Regions from separate parts of the Mus musculus genome. Here regions 2, 3 and 4 are each linked to region 1. The links are chromatin contacts, called in public HiChIP or PLAC-seq maps. All regions are on one chromosome and are shown on one strand. The core of a region is the stretch at or near the end of the contact, and the rest is flanking DNA. Distances in the headings are between cores, read along the strand shown. Region 1 has its middle 76 kb from the start of Gm38512. Region 2 overlaps Sox2ot (SOX2 overlapping transcript (non-protein coding)). Region 3 overlaps Gm34941 (a long non-coding RNA gene). Region 4 overlaps Gm21388 (a long non-coding RNA gene).

Evidence for each region. HiChIP or PLAC-seq counts read pairs in DNA pulled down with a chosen protein or histone mark.
Region 2: an H3K4me3 HiChIP or PLAC-seq map of forebrain shows a contact between it and region 1, with 16 times the contacts expected there. The contact joins two enhancer-like sites. A contact is called at or near these places in 1 of 15 datasets of contacts at CTCF or cohesin (stem cell-derived epiblast-like cells), 6 of 484 Hi-C or Micro-C datasets (cortical neurons, cranial neural crest, forebrain and 3 more) and 15 of 115 datasets of contacts at active chromatin or transcription factors (PVALB interneurons, astrocytes, craniofacial prominence and 12 more).
Region 3: an H3K4me3 HiChIP or PLAC-seq map of embryonic forebrain shows a contact between it and region 1, with 7 times the contacts expected there. The contact joins two enhancer-like sites. A contact is called at or near these places in 1 of 484 Hi-C or Micro-C datasets (embryonic stem cells), 5 of 115 datasets of contacts at active chromatin or transcription factors (embryonic basal ganglia, embryonic forebrain, embryonic midbrain and 2 more) and 1 of 9 other capture datasets (embryonic stem cells).
Region 4: a contact with region 1 is called in an H3K27ac HiChIP or PLAC-seq map of oligodendrocyte precursor cells, with 6 times the contacts expected there. The contact joins two enhancer-like sites. A contact is called at or near these places in 4 of 115 datasets of contacts at active chromatin or transcription factors (astrocytes, embryonic stem cells and oligodendrocyte precursor cells).

The regions. Positions count from the first base shown.
Region 1 is chr3:35,480,383-35,483,433 of GRCm38.p6, reverse strand. No RefSeq gene overlaps it. Among named protein-coding and RNA genes, the nearest start is that of Gm38512, 76 kb to the right of the region's middle. Within about 2 kb of position 1,388, at least 23 of the 459 cell types and tissues checked have an H3K27ac peak or open chromatin away from gene starts, as enhancers often do. A contact at or near this core is called in PVALB interneurons, embryonic forebrain, forebrain and 3 more, where this site is marked.
Region 2 is chr3:34,669,737-34,672,787 of GRCm38.p6, reverse strand. The region is part of intron 4 of Sox2ot (SOX2 overlapping transcript (non-protein coding)); the gene reads right to left. Among named protein-coding and RNA genes, the nearest start is that of Gm34941, 18 kb to the left of the region's middle. Within about 2 kb of position 1,572, at least 28 of the 459 cell types and tissues checked have an H3K27ac peak or open chromatin away from gene starts, as enhancers often do. A contact at or near this core is called in PVALB interneurons, embryonic forebrain, forebrain and 3 more, where this site is marked.
Region 3 is chr3:34,690,670-34,693,720 of GRCm38.p6, reverse strand. Gm34941 (a long non-coding RNA gene) reads right to left here. Exons shown (of 2, transcript XR_389667.3): 1 at 1,600-3,051; 2 at 800-1,214. Among named protein-coding and RNA genes, the nearest start is that of Gm34941, 2.8 kb to the right of the region's middle. Within about 2 kb of position 1,425, at least 64 of the 459 cell types and tissues checked have an H3K27ac peak or open chromatin away from gene starts, as enhancers often do. A contact at or near this core is called in embryonic forebrain, where this site is marked.
Region 4 is chr3:34,836,551-34,839,601 of GRCm38.p6, reverse strand. Gm21388 (a long non-coding RNA gene) reads right to left here. Exons shown (of 5, transcript XR_880758.2): 2 at 2,419-2,553; 3 at 1,681-1,791. Among named protein-coding and RNA genes, the nearest start is that of Gm21388, 12 kb to the right of the region's middle. Within about 2 kb of position 1,416, at least 19 of the 459 cell types and tissues checked have an H3K27ac peak or open chromatin away from gene starts, as enhancers often do. A contact at or near this core is called in oligodendrocyte precursor cells, where this site is marked.

The DNA.
Region 1 (3,051 bases), core at 139-2,638:
TGTTTGGTTTGCAACATTCTTCTCTGGACGTGGAGAAGGCAAAGAAGAGCATTTGACTCTTCAGCCCGACAGCAGCAATCTTCAAGTCAGCTCTCTGCCACTTCAGTACCCAACTCCCAGTCTCCACTATAAAACTAGGAATCTCTATCAATTGCCTCGGGAAGGAGGCACCTTGTGGTGGAGTGATGAGCTCTAATCTGGACAGCTGCCTCTTCTTATCTTTATGACCTTGGACAAATCATAAAACATCATTTCTAAAATCAGTACCGTAATTACCTTATCAAACTGTGGAGATACTTTCAAATGGTAATCGCTCTGAAGTACTCTACACATTTAAATTATCGTGGAGAGGATACATTCTTGGGGGATAGGATTCTTGTCAGTTCATTTTTTGTATCCCTAAGTAAATGCTTAATGTGGATCTAATTATTCTGCGCTATACATATCCAGCCCCCAGGGCCGCGGTGTGCTGGGAGAAGCGAATCATGTCTTCACTGCGTCACTGTCAGAATCCAGGGCTGTGATCCAAGACTGAAGTGCTGTCACCCCAGTCGAAAAACAATCAGACCATGTAGATGGTTAGCTGTCAGGAGCTGGAGAAAGAAAGCATTTTACAACATTGGCTCAGGTCATCCGCAAATGCTAGCTGTTGTTTTCGTTTTGATTTGGGAAGTATCCCCACTAGGTGACTGGAAGCCTGGCTAAGTGAAGAGAAACAGTATAGTTTGGTCTTTGCTTTTGGTTTTTTGTTTTGCTTTGTTTTGTTTTGTTTTGTTTTGTTTTTGCTCTCTCCTAGAGGAAAAATTTTGTTTCCCATGCTTGATGACAGAGGGTGAGAATGGGGACTTGCAGTCCCCAAAACCACAATGGGGCGTGAGGTTCCTTTTTCTGAGCATCGTACAGGCCACTAGGTGGCACTATTTACCCATCTATGTTTCTCTGCTGGTCCTCAGCAAGGATCTTAATTCTAAACTAGTGTGTTTTGTTGGGAGTGATGGTGAGAGAGAAGCGTGTTAGGAAGGAAAATACAAATGACCCTCCAGAATCAATCCGGAGGGCTGATTAGGGGTCAGCTCTCAGCCACGGTTACACTAGACTTGGCAGGCTTGTGTCCGACTATTTTTAAAACTGATTTTTAAGAGCAACATGCAATTAGTTTCCATTTTCTTAAACCTTTAACAAATGACAAGATAAAATGAAATGTCGGGGCTTGGGACGTGGGATTGAGGAGGTACCCTCGCATGCTTGTGTCCCTCTCTCTCCTAAAATCATTAATGAGGTCGGGGACCCCTGAGAACCTTAAAGCCGCTTCTACGTGAAGCTCTCCGCTGAATCAGCCACCATCGGGGAAGCCAAGCACTGGTGTCCCTTTGGAGATGGCATCTGGGGAAGCCGCCCTGATCTCCAGGCCCGGTGGTGCTCCCTTTCCGCCTTGGCATGTGCTACACAGTCCCTGAGGACTGTTATTTATCTGGAGACCACAGAGATGAAACAGGAATTTCAAACTGGCACATACAACTTTTGGTGAGAGAAATTAAAGATCTCTCTCTCTCTCTCTCTCTCTCTCTCTCTCTCTCTCTCTCTCTCTCTCTCTCTCTCTCTCTCGTCCCCAGATGACAGCCCTCAGAAAACACACTGAACAGCCCCAAGGACATAGAAACCAATGGTTGCCCCCACTTTGTTTCGGGGCCACGGAATCTGCCGTTACCTCTTCACTGTCCGTTTTAACTTTAAAATCGCCTTGCACGACTCTGCCTAGAAGCTTGGTAGTCATTCATTCATTTATTTATTTTGACTTAGAAATGACACAACTAGAATCATAGTTTTCTCCCTGTTCCGAATCTTCCCAAAGCTTTCTGCCTGCCCCGCCCCCGCTCTCCACCCCTACCCCCCACTCATGAGCTTCCATTTTCTCTGCTTTGTGGCATGTCTACCAGCACACACCACCTTGAGCTGATGTGTGATAAACAGCTAAATATAGTGATGGCTTTGGCAGCTTCCTCTCGACGCCTGTCACAGACCCCCTAAAATGGGAATTAAACAGGTTTAAGATACACAAGAGGCTCTGTTATGCTTGGGAAGAGAGGACACTTTCTATGTCGTGAGCAAGTACTCCTCTGTTTGTGTGTTCGTGCCCTGCTTTATCTAAGGAACAATAATGACTTTAATGGTTGTTAGCAGATGCTCTGTTAGATGCTCAGAACCCCTTTCAGCCGCCGGCCTCATCCAGAAAAGTCTTTATGTGAAACCCACACTGTGTAATCAGTGGTCCTGTGCGGGGGCTGGGTGCTGGCTAGATGACAGTCGCCGCTGCTCTAGATACTCTAACAGCAATGGCTGAAAATTGCCTTCAGCTGATTCTATGTGGAGAACTCATGATATCTGGAGTAAATTCACTCAGGTCTCCAGCCCCCACAGTCCTCAAGAAAGAAAGAAAAGCAGAGAGAGAGAGGGGGGGTGGGAAAAGGAGAGAAGGTTGGCTATAGTACATAGGAATTCCAGCTCTCTGGGGCTTTGACCACACCAGTGAATACTAATTATACTGAATGTGTCGTCTTCACAAACCAAACACGTATTCCCAGGAGACAGATAGTGCCACCAATCCAACTCATGATGTAACCTGGATTTAAAGCCAGGCCTCTCAGAGGGACAGGCAATCGGGTCTATTAACTCTCATGACACGTGCCAGCGCTTTCACTACCACCTTGACCTAAGGAACACATGAATGTAACACTTTTATTTCATCAGCTTATGTGTTACCGGGGCTGGCTCTGAGACCTGGGTTTTGGAGACATTGAGAATAAAGGAATCGTTTTGGGGGACACACAGTTTGCAGGGATTTTTCTCGGGGGTGGGTGGTGGAATCAGTTGTGCTTTATAGATGTGTTGCTTCCACAAAATCTGGGTGGAGTGAAGTGGAACTTCAGCCAGGCAGTCATGTACTTCTCTATGCTGAGATGCATGCAGCACACCGCATCTGAGAGTCCTGGAGTCTTGTGACCTCGTTGGAGATATTTGGAGAAAGCTTTTCATTTGGGTGCCATGTGGATT
Region 2 (3,051 bases), core at 323-2,822, 810 kb after region 1:
AAGCTGCAGACCCTGACCCATGCCACAGTTTCCCAGTTGTGCTCCGATCAGCACAGACCATCGGGGTACCTGCCAGCCAGCTCTCTAGCAGCCTCCACCGATTGCTCAGGTTACCTAGTGATTCCACAGTTCCAACAGGGCTGCTCTCTGCTCCACCTGCGTTTCTGCCTTCCAAGCACACGGACTCCGCATCCTTGACCTACAAATTTTTCTTGACCCGGTGTTTTTGTTTGTTTGTTTAAGTCCTGGGGTTTTGGGATTCACTGGACTTCCACCGAGATGAGTGTGCTTGCCGGTGCCTTACCATGGAGAAAATAATGCACAAGATGAAAAATGGTATTTTCCTCTGTGGCTACATCGGAAGAATACTTGCGCATCAAGTTATTTAAGAACTAAATATGAGTTTGAAGATTTTTCAGAGCAATGTGTGTTTGGTGCCTTCATCCCGACCTCCACCCATCTTACACTGCTAACGGCTGCTCTCATTGGGCATGCTCACAAATCTAGAATCAACTACAATGACCTCACTTGTGGTTTCTTACCAAAAAAAAAAAAAAAAAAAAAAAATCTTTAGTTTCATGTGTGTGTGTGTGTGTGTGTGTGTGTGTGTGGTGCGCGCACATTACACATGTGCAATGTGCAATACTGGTGCCCCACGGAGGGCAGAAAGCATCAGATTCTCTAGAGCTAAGAGTTATAGGTAGTTGTAAACTGCTTGACATAGGTGCTAGGAACGGAATTTAGGTCCTCTACAAGAGCAGCAAGTACTCTTAACTGCTGAGCCACCTCTCTGCCTCCTTAATATAAGATATGATTTCTTTTGAGGCTGATGCATCCGATGGTCAATCATAAGTATTCAAAGTCAGCAGCCAGTCCCACCCCTCTTCCTCCGAGGGTTGAGTTAGGTATAAAAGTTCAGGCTCAGAATCGAATTCCCCCTTTGCAGCTTTCTGGAGCTCGAATTTCATTTTCCGCACTTTGATTAAGGCACAGCACTCGAGTTCAGAATCACCTTGCTAAACTGGACTCTCCTCTCTTCTCAGTTCTGTGAGCTCTCTGAACAACATTGTCATAAAATCAATAGGAAAACCTCAGCTGTCACAGATCCTAAGCAACTCCTAGCCACAGAAATAACACGAACTGGCATTTCCCAAGTTGGGAAATGTGCTGTTTGCAGATGTATCCAACCGGCTTTAAATTTCCTGATCGCTGGGAGTGCAGAGGCCTGCCCCCACTGAGCAACCGAGATGCCGGTGCCGGAATCCGCTTTCCTCCTGGTTAGAGACCAGGTGTTCCCTTTCTTCTTTCAGAAACAACCACAGGAGCCAGCACAGCATATTGAGATGTGGGACTCAGAGCTATTTCTAAGCTCTTCTAAGTTGGCTTTCGTAGAATTTATAACAGGATTTCAAATTAGGTATTTCTTTTTCTTTCCTGAACCAATGGGGGAAAAAAATTCGGATTTGGATTTAAAAGTAGAATTTAGAAACTAAGCACCGAACAGTTCCAAAGCCAGCCTGCAGGGCCACTGCCAGGGTACTGCAGCATTTAAATCCTGCAACTCCGAAAACAAGGGCACAGTTTGAATCGCCTTTGTCCCAACTTCCCCACTGCTGGAGACGTGTGCAGCCTTGCTGCAGTTTGCCTCGTGAAGGAAGGAAGGCTAGCATGCCACTCAGAGGAGAAGAGGAACCCATGACTGGACCAAGTGTGTTATCAGTGACATGGTGTTTTCTACTCGGCTCAGTGACTTGTTTCATAGGAAATCATTTAAAAACGTGTTGCCAGATGCACCTACTCTAGAATACATTCTACAGAAAACGTGTTAACTCTCCCCAAAACTCTGCTAAGAGGGCATGTTTTCTGACTGCTAAGTGGCACACCACAAATTCTTTACACACTGTAGGTAAAAATACCCTTGAGAATTCTGTCAGCCTGTGCAGCAAATAACACAGTGGCCCTGTCCCTGCATCAAACCATCCATGTGAGTAAACAAACATATGCAGAAGAAAGCTAGAGGTAGCTGGACAACGGTGGCACACACCTTTAATCTCTGCCCTCCAATAGCACAGGCAGGTGGATGCGTTTGAGACTAGTCTGATCTACAGAGGGAGTTTCAGGACAGCCAGAGCTACACAGAGAAACCAAGTCTGGAAAAGCAAAACCAACCAACCAAACAAACAAACAAATAAAAAAGAAAGCCAAGGGGAGATCGGACAGCAACAGGCCAAGTGACACAGCTTATCATTTTATAGCATGAATGTGTGACACTTGTCATTGCTACACCTCGGCTGTCGGAGTCTGTGTTTCCTACGTCGACCATCATTAGCATCTGTGGTTGGACAATGAAACACCCCACTTCTAATTTGCTCAGCCTTCTGGAGTCAAGGTTGGTATGCTGCACCCACTTAGCTCTGAAAGAAAATAGAACAACCAGGGATTCTGCAAAAGGCCAGGCTTTCCAATCAGCCTCATTTTACAAGCGCTCGGAAGCCACCTGACACATTCCAATTAGTCTTTTGAGACAGGCTCAGGCCCAGGCTAGCTTTGAACTTGTGCCTCCCATGTACTGAGATTGCAGACATGCACCATATACACCCAGTTTATGCTGGGCTGGAAACGGAAAGGGATGCTTTGCGCATGTCCGAGCGGCACTCTGTCAGACTCTGTCTTTGGCAACTTTGCTGGAGGACTGAGGAAACAGCAGAGTTCATCCATGATCATGATCCACAGGCTTTTCGAAAACAGCAATGGGGACGGAAGGGACAAAGCCCGCGCAGGTACCAAGTCACTATTTCAAAAACAAGTGTCACCAGTGAAAGTGGGACAGCGGAAGTCAGGACCAGGAACATCATGCCAGATGTGGTCGGCCAACTCTGATGTTTATGGAGACAGCTAACTGGACATTTGATCAGTTTGTTAGCCTTTCTTGCCATTATAGGAAATGACTAAATAGCATCCCAGTCAGAGGTAAGGGGCTGCTGGGTGGGATGGGATGCTGCCAAGACTGTCCTATCCTTTCCTCTTAAGTTCAATACAGTGTCTTCCTTG
Region 3 (3,051 bases), core at 176-2,675, 790 kb after region 1:
GGTAACTGAACCACAGCTCCATGAGAAGTGAAAGGATGACAGCTGTTTCAGGCAATCAAGTTTCATACTGTTTTATTAGGCAGCAAGGAGCAAATAAGCATTATCCATCAAAGGATAGGACAAGCAACCTTTGCCCTCTAGCCATGAGATTAGACTCGGGACTCCTACTAGGTACATAAGTGTGTATACACTTGAGATATATGACATATCAGTGTCCTGAAAGCTGTAGCTGTGGAGAACATCTAGAGCAAGCACACACACACACACACACACACACACACACACACACACACACACCACAAAACCAAACAAAACCCGCAGACTGGTGGGGACATATTGGTGCATGCCTATAATCCCATAACTCCAGAGGCAGGCAGAGGGAAGTGAATCTGTGTTTTCCAGGCCAGTCAAGGCTATCTTGTGAGAGTCTTAAAAGCAAGCTGCAGCAAAAGCCCTCACACGAGAGTAACAAAAAGAACTTGCACCCAGAGATGTTTTATTTTTAAAATTTTATGTATTATTATTTTGTGTGTGTGTGCGAGTGTGTGCGTGTGTGTGTGTATACATGTCATGGATCCTTTGTGGAGGACATCAGAGAATGACTGTGAAGTTGGGTCTCTTCTACCACATGTGTTCCCAGGATCGAACTCAGGCCCCTAGGCTTCTGTGGCAAGCTCCTACCCACCAAGCAGGCCGTTCCCAATTCCTCACCCATTTTGAGTTTTAAAAATAACTAGGTTTGGTAGCTTCTTTTCCTCCAAACCTTCCAAGCAAAGAAACGTCAAACTCACAACATATGTCTAGCCATCATGATATGACATTTATATCGATTTTAGAATTGGGAAAAAAAAATCACTGGGATTTACAGATGCAAAATTGATTCAGATGAAGTTTATGTGACCTTTTTTTCCCTTTTCTCATCCCAGTAAATAAGTTCCCAAGGAAAAGTATGGGCATCATCTCTAACAAAAGTAATCAAATAAAGCCAGAACAACGTAGACCAGACGAGACTGATAGTTGTTATTTGGAACACACAGCTCTCCAATCTTGTCTCCCTGGAAGAAAAAGCAAAACGCGGGCACTCATCGATCGCATCCTCCCGTGGCCTCCTGCCCAGGCAGGATCTTTCCTCTTCCTTGAGGAAGATGGGGAGGGGGGGGGGCGGTAAGGACGACGGACTTCTCTATGTGGCCTCGTGGTACAAGTGACCATGGCTGCAGAGGAGGAGAAAAGCCCGTGAGGCTGAAAATTTTTGCAAAGAGAAAACAATTGTCCCGCAGGCCACAGTAAATAAAATAACAGCGGTGGGGCGATTTGCAAGCATGTAACGCGCTTTTGTGCGGGGCTGCTCCTGCGGGCCTCGAGGGTTTCTGTGCGCCTTCTCCGCAGGACCTCCGTGACTGGCCTGCAGCACAAAGGCCGAGACTGCGCCCCTCCTCCAGTGGCTCACCCCCAATCTTCCCCATGCTGAGGAGGTCTTACAGCGCACTGAAGACTTTCAGTGGGGTGCAGGGCAGTGCAATTTAGGATTTCTACAGTACCGGGTAGATTTTCAAGCCTGGCAGACAGGGGCCAGATTTAAAAATAGCCTTTACTCACCCGATTAACCCTTTCCTTGCTGAGCTGCTCTTTGCTATTGCTTGCTCTCAACAGTGCAAGACCCAGCTTCTCGTGGTTTGGAGACCAGTTGAATAAATGTCATGATTCGTTGACAAAATTTAAATTATTGTAGTCTTTTATGGTAGGTTTGAAGGGGGAAGGGGACTATCGAGCAGGGGAGAGGTGATGACCAAAGGGGGGTGGAGAGAGAGAGAGAGAGAGAGAGAGAGAGAGAGAGAGAGAGAGATATCCTGGTTAAAGAAGAGACTGCCGCATTGCCCTCACATGGGGACCGAGATGAGTCTGTGATTACTTTAATGACCATGAAACTTGAGTATTCAAAGAAATAAATGAAGCTATGTAATCACCTTTTAAGTCCTATCAAAGGCCAGTGAAAGCACGATGGGAGGGGCCGTTATATAATAGCGTTTATGTCCCACAGGGCTCTGCAGGTCAAAGAAAGCAAGGGCGGATGTGTTAGGGGGAAGAGCAGGACCGAATTCGACCCTATCTCGAAAGCCTTATCCAAAGCAAGGAAGGACCGCCCGGCCCATTGAGGCCATGGTGGGCTCCTCTGAGCATTTTGACCAGGAAAGTTCTACTGATGTTCTGGGTTTCTGAAAGTTTTACGGTTCAAGTCAGCCCGAAGACAGGCGAACACCATCCAGTGTGTACCTGTATGCTTTAACTTTTAAGTAAAACCACATGACCCAATCAAAAGGCAAACTCCTGATTATCTTAATGTGATGCTATTTTAATATTTCTAACTCTTTCTTTGTTTGTTAAAGTGGCGTTATTGGCCTTCTGCTCTCTCTGGGGCTGAAGTCATCGATCCTTTTGCCTCTACCTCCCAAATGCTGGGACTGCAGGTGTTTACCACAACCTACTTTGGCCTGGTTCGGAGTAGCATTTGGGATCCAACATGGGCCTTGAGAATTTTAGGCAAGAACCCTATCAACCGAGCCATATGTCAAGCCTCAGACATTTGTGATTTTGGTGAACTTTCGTTTTTCCAACCTGTTCCTCTAGCACGGGTGGCAGCTGGCTTCCAGTTCTGCTTGCCCTCACTGCTGTTCAGCTCAGTGTGCCAGGGTCTCTGTTTCCTTATCTGGGGACGGGTTTCTGGCTCTATCATCATGCCACATACCTTGTTTTGGCCATATACGTTGACAAATAGGTATCGTCTGCTGTTTGACATATTTGAGCCATGAAGGTATTGTCCTACTCCAAGATTGCAGCAGGTCATAGAATTCTTAATATTCTTAATTCTTAATCCTTAATCCTTAGGAGTTGGGGGAAAATAAAACCTTAAAAAAAACCACCACCAACAAAGCCAAAATAACACCTCCAGACTACTATGAGTTTTTTATTGTTGAAATTCTCTAGAAAAAGAGAGAGAGAAAAAACAACAACCAAGAAACAAAACCAAAACAAGACAAAACAAAACAAAAA
Region 4 (3,051 bases), core at 167-2,666, 640 kb after region 1:
GGGGAGGCTGAGGCAGGAGCATCTTGAGTCAGAGGCAGCTGGAACCACACAGGGAGACATTGCCACAAAACAAGACACACCACAAAGAAAAACAAAAACACAAACCCCTGAGAATCTGGGCCCCTCTGCCTTAAGCTTTCCTTTATCAGAGTCGGGGTCAAGACCAGGAAGCAGAGCTTCCCTAAGCATCCTGAGTCCTGCTGGCACACCAGCCCTCCTCCTCTGCACCAGTAAAGCAGCCAGGCCAACTTGTTATCCTGAGACTTGAACCATGAACCAAATTAAAAGCCAAGAGCAAGGGAACACATGCTACCATTTCTAAAACATAGCCATACGAGCACGTGACAAATCTCCCACACCACAGCAATTTGGACATGGGTGTTCAAACATCAGCATGCACTTGAGTTTGAGCCATGGCCAAACTGAAGCAGCATCCTCGCTAGAGTGATCTGCTGACAAACTAAAACAGGAAGTAAGGCCTTTAAGAGCGTCTTCAGCCATCAGAGTCTTGGAGAGTGAGGACCGAGGAGAGATAAAGTTAGCAGGAACCAGCTTGCTTCTTTTTAATGCAGATAAATGTTGTTAAAGTGTCGCTCAAGAGCAAAGGATGGGGTCTCACCAAGTATAAAGCCATGAGTTCAGTCTCACCCATGTGAAAAGCTATGCAGAGTAGTGCATGCTTATATTCCAGAGCTGTTGAGGCAGAGACAGGATCCCTGAGGCTCACAGGCGAGTCAGAGTAAACCCCAGGCCAGCGGGAGAGCCTAGCTTTTAAAAAAAGCCTCTATATGTGTGCAGGCTCACAGACAGACAGATACATGGATACACACATACTCCTGTATGAATCTGTACACAGACATTCACATACACAAAAGACCATATCCAAGAAGCTCAAAGCAGCATCAAGACCGGTTCACAAAGTCTCAGAAGAGATGACTCCAGGAATCGCCTGCACCACCTCTGAGCCTCAGTAGCAGCAGTGACTGACTTAGGAAGGAGAGACTTCTGTGGTAAAGAGTAAAGCGTCCCCTGGCCATCGCTTCGCTGTGACTCGTTTTCCTTATTCCTTATGAAGTGACGATCATTGATCCTCGTCATTTAGGACGAGTTCCAGTGAACATGGATGTGCCGTGAAGTAACGATGGGGGAAATGTAAAGTCACTGAGCATCCCAAACCTCAAATGGATTCATTTTAGGAAGAAAATATTTTCCACAAAGAATCAAATATTTTCCATAGCAATAAAATAGGAGTTTCCTGGGGGAGTCTGGAAATTGCCTCCAAGGTCCCGATTGATAAGCTTTCACAGGAGAAAGAGTGCATTTTGGGGTAATAAATCGCCAACTGACATGTTCTGCACAAAGCAGCAGTGTTTGATACCAAGCTGCAGGGATAGGAGCACAAAGGCACCAATTATCCCAAAATAGACTGGGGCAGAGTCCAGTGAGCTATTAGTTCTTTAAGCTGCGTCCACAGGGGATGGAGAGAAAGGGGGATTTGGCAATCAGCTGGTTAATTTGATCACTGTAGACAACTGCACTGTATAATTTAGGTCGGAAACAAACCCTGACCTGGAGTTCCTAATTTGGAACATTCATCAAATTAATCGAATAATTGTGAATTCTCAATTTCACTGAGCCCTGAAACAGGGTTCCAGGAACACAGATCAAGTGCCTACTTACAGTCACCATGTGGCGTTCCACTATCTGGGCATCTGTGTCTTTCTGCTTCAGGCTCCGTGGCCACCTCCTCCTATCCCACTCTTCTCTGCCAAAATGTGTTTCTTTTCTGCCCTGTAAGGAAATGGATCCATAAGCCATAGAGGCCCTCGCTCGCCTCACGTACATACAAGTACTGGGTAGGCAGCGTGCAGGCAAAGCAAGGCTTCCTGTCTCAGCACAACCAACCTTTGGCATCTTCTCCAGAGCCTACCACACTATCTCCCAGAAACCTTGTGTCTGAGATTTTTCAGCTTTTCCCTTTGTACTAGTTCAGGCAACTCGGCAAATAAACAAATGATCCTATGGGGGGGGGGGGGGGAGCAACAATGTCAAACACTATCGTTATGTTTAAGTTAGCAGGGATTTTCAGGAAAGCAACGGCAACAGGTGTTGAAGCAGATTTTAGAAGTTCAGATCGTAGACCCAATAAACCTTGCGAGCTGAGGGGGCGGTGTTTGCTTTGTTTTGTTTTGTCTTTGTTTGTTTGTTTATTTGTTTGAAAAATGTAAGGTAGAAGGGAGTTTCATTTTAAAGATATATTTGATACTGTTATGACTGGGAATTAAAAGAAAATTTAAAAGCAGCCAAGAAGGGATACATTTCTGTAGGGGTTGTTAATGTCCAAGGCAGATATCACCAAGGAAGAAGTTAGTTGAACAAATACTGGAAGTAGAAGGTGGGAGTGGGGGCGTTCAATACCTGTGACTATGCAGGTGGGGGTGAAGACCCTCTGTAAATCAGGCCACTTCAGCGTGAAGGGTGCTGTGTCTGTCACAGGCCTGCCCTGCCCCTCAGCAGCGAGCACAGTCTACACCATGGACAAGTAATAAATCTCTGTTGAATGAATGAATGAATGAGGAGTTTTATTTCTGTCTAATTAAATAACTCCATATGGAGAAGTACCCAGGGAGCAGTGAGGAGACAGGGTCTCGCCAATTACATCAGCCAAATCAACCGTGGCAATTAATTTGGGGCAGATGCTGGAGCCAAATCCTGCAATGCAAAGGCAAAACTGAGCTCGCTCATTTAGTCTTCACAGTTAAAATGCACGGAACAGTCTAGAAAGGCCAGTGATGACCAACAGCAGTTTCTGATTATCACGACAGGTTTGTGCCTTTTACTTTCCTACAAGGTCCAATTTTCTACCTGTTACTTGGAAGGAAATTTGATGTCTCCTGTCTTGACTTACCTATCTCACACCTCTTGAAAGTCTCCTCTGCCATTTAATCCTGAGTCCCATTATAGCACCAATATGTTGAGCTCAGCGCTACCAGCATTACCATGAGCCACAAAACCGTGAAATCCATACTTTAGCCCTCTGTTCTCACCTTG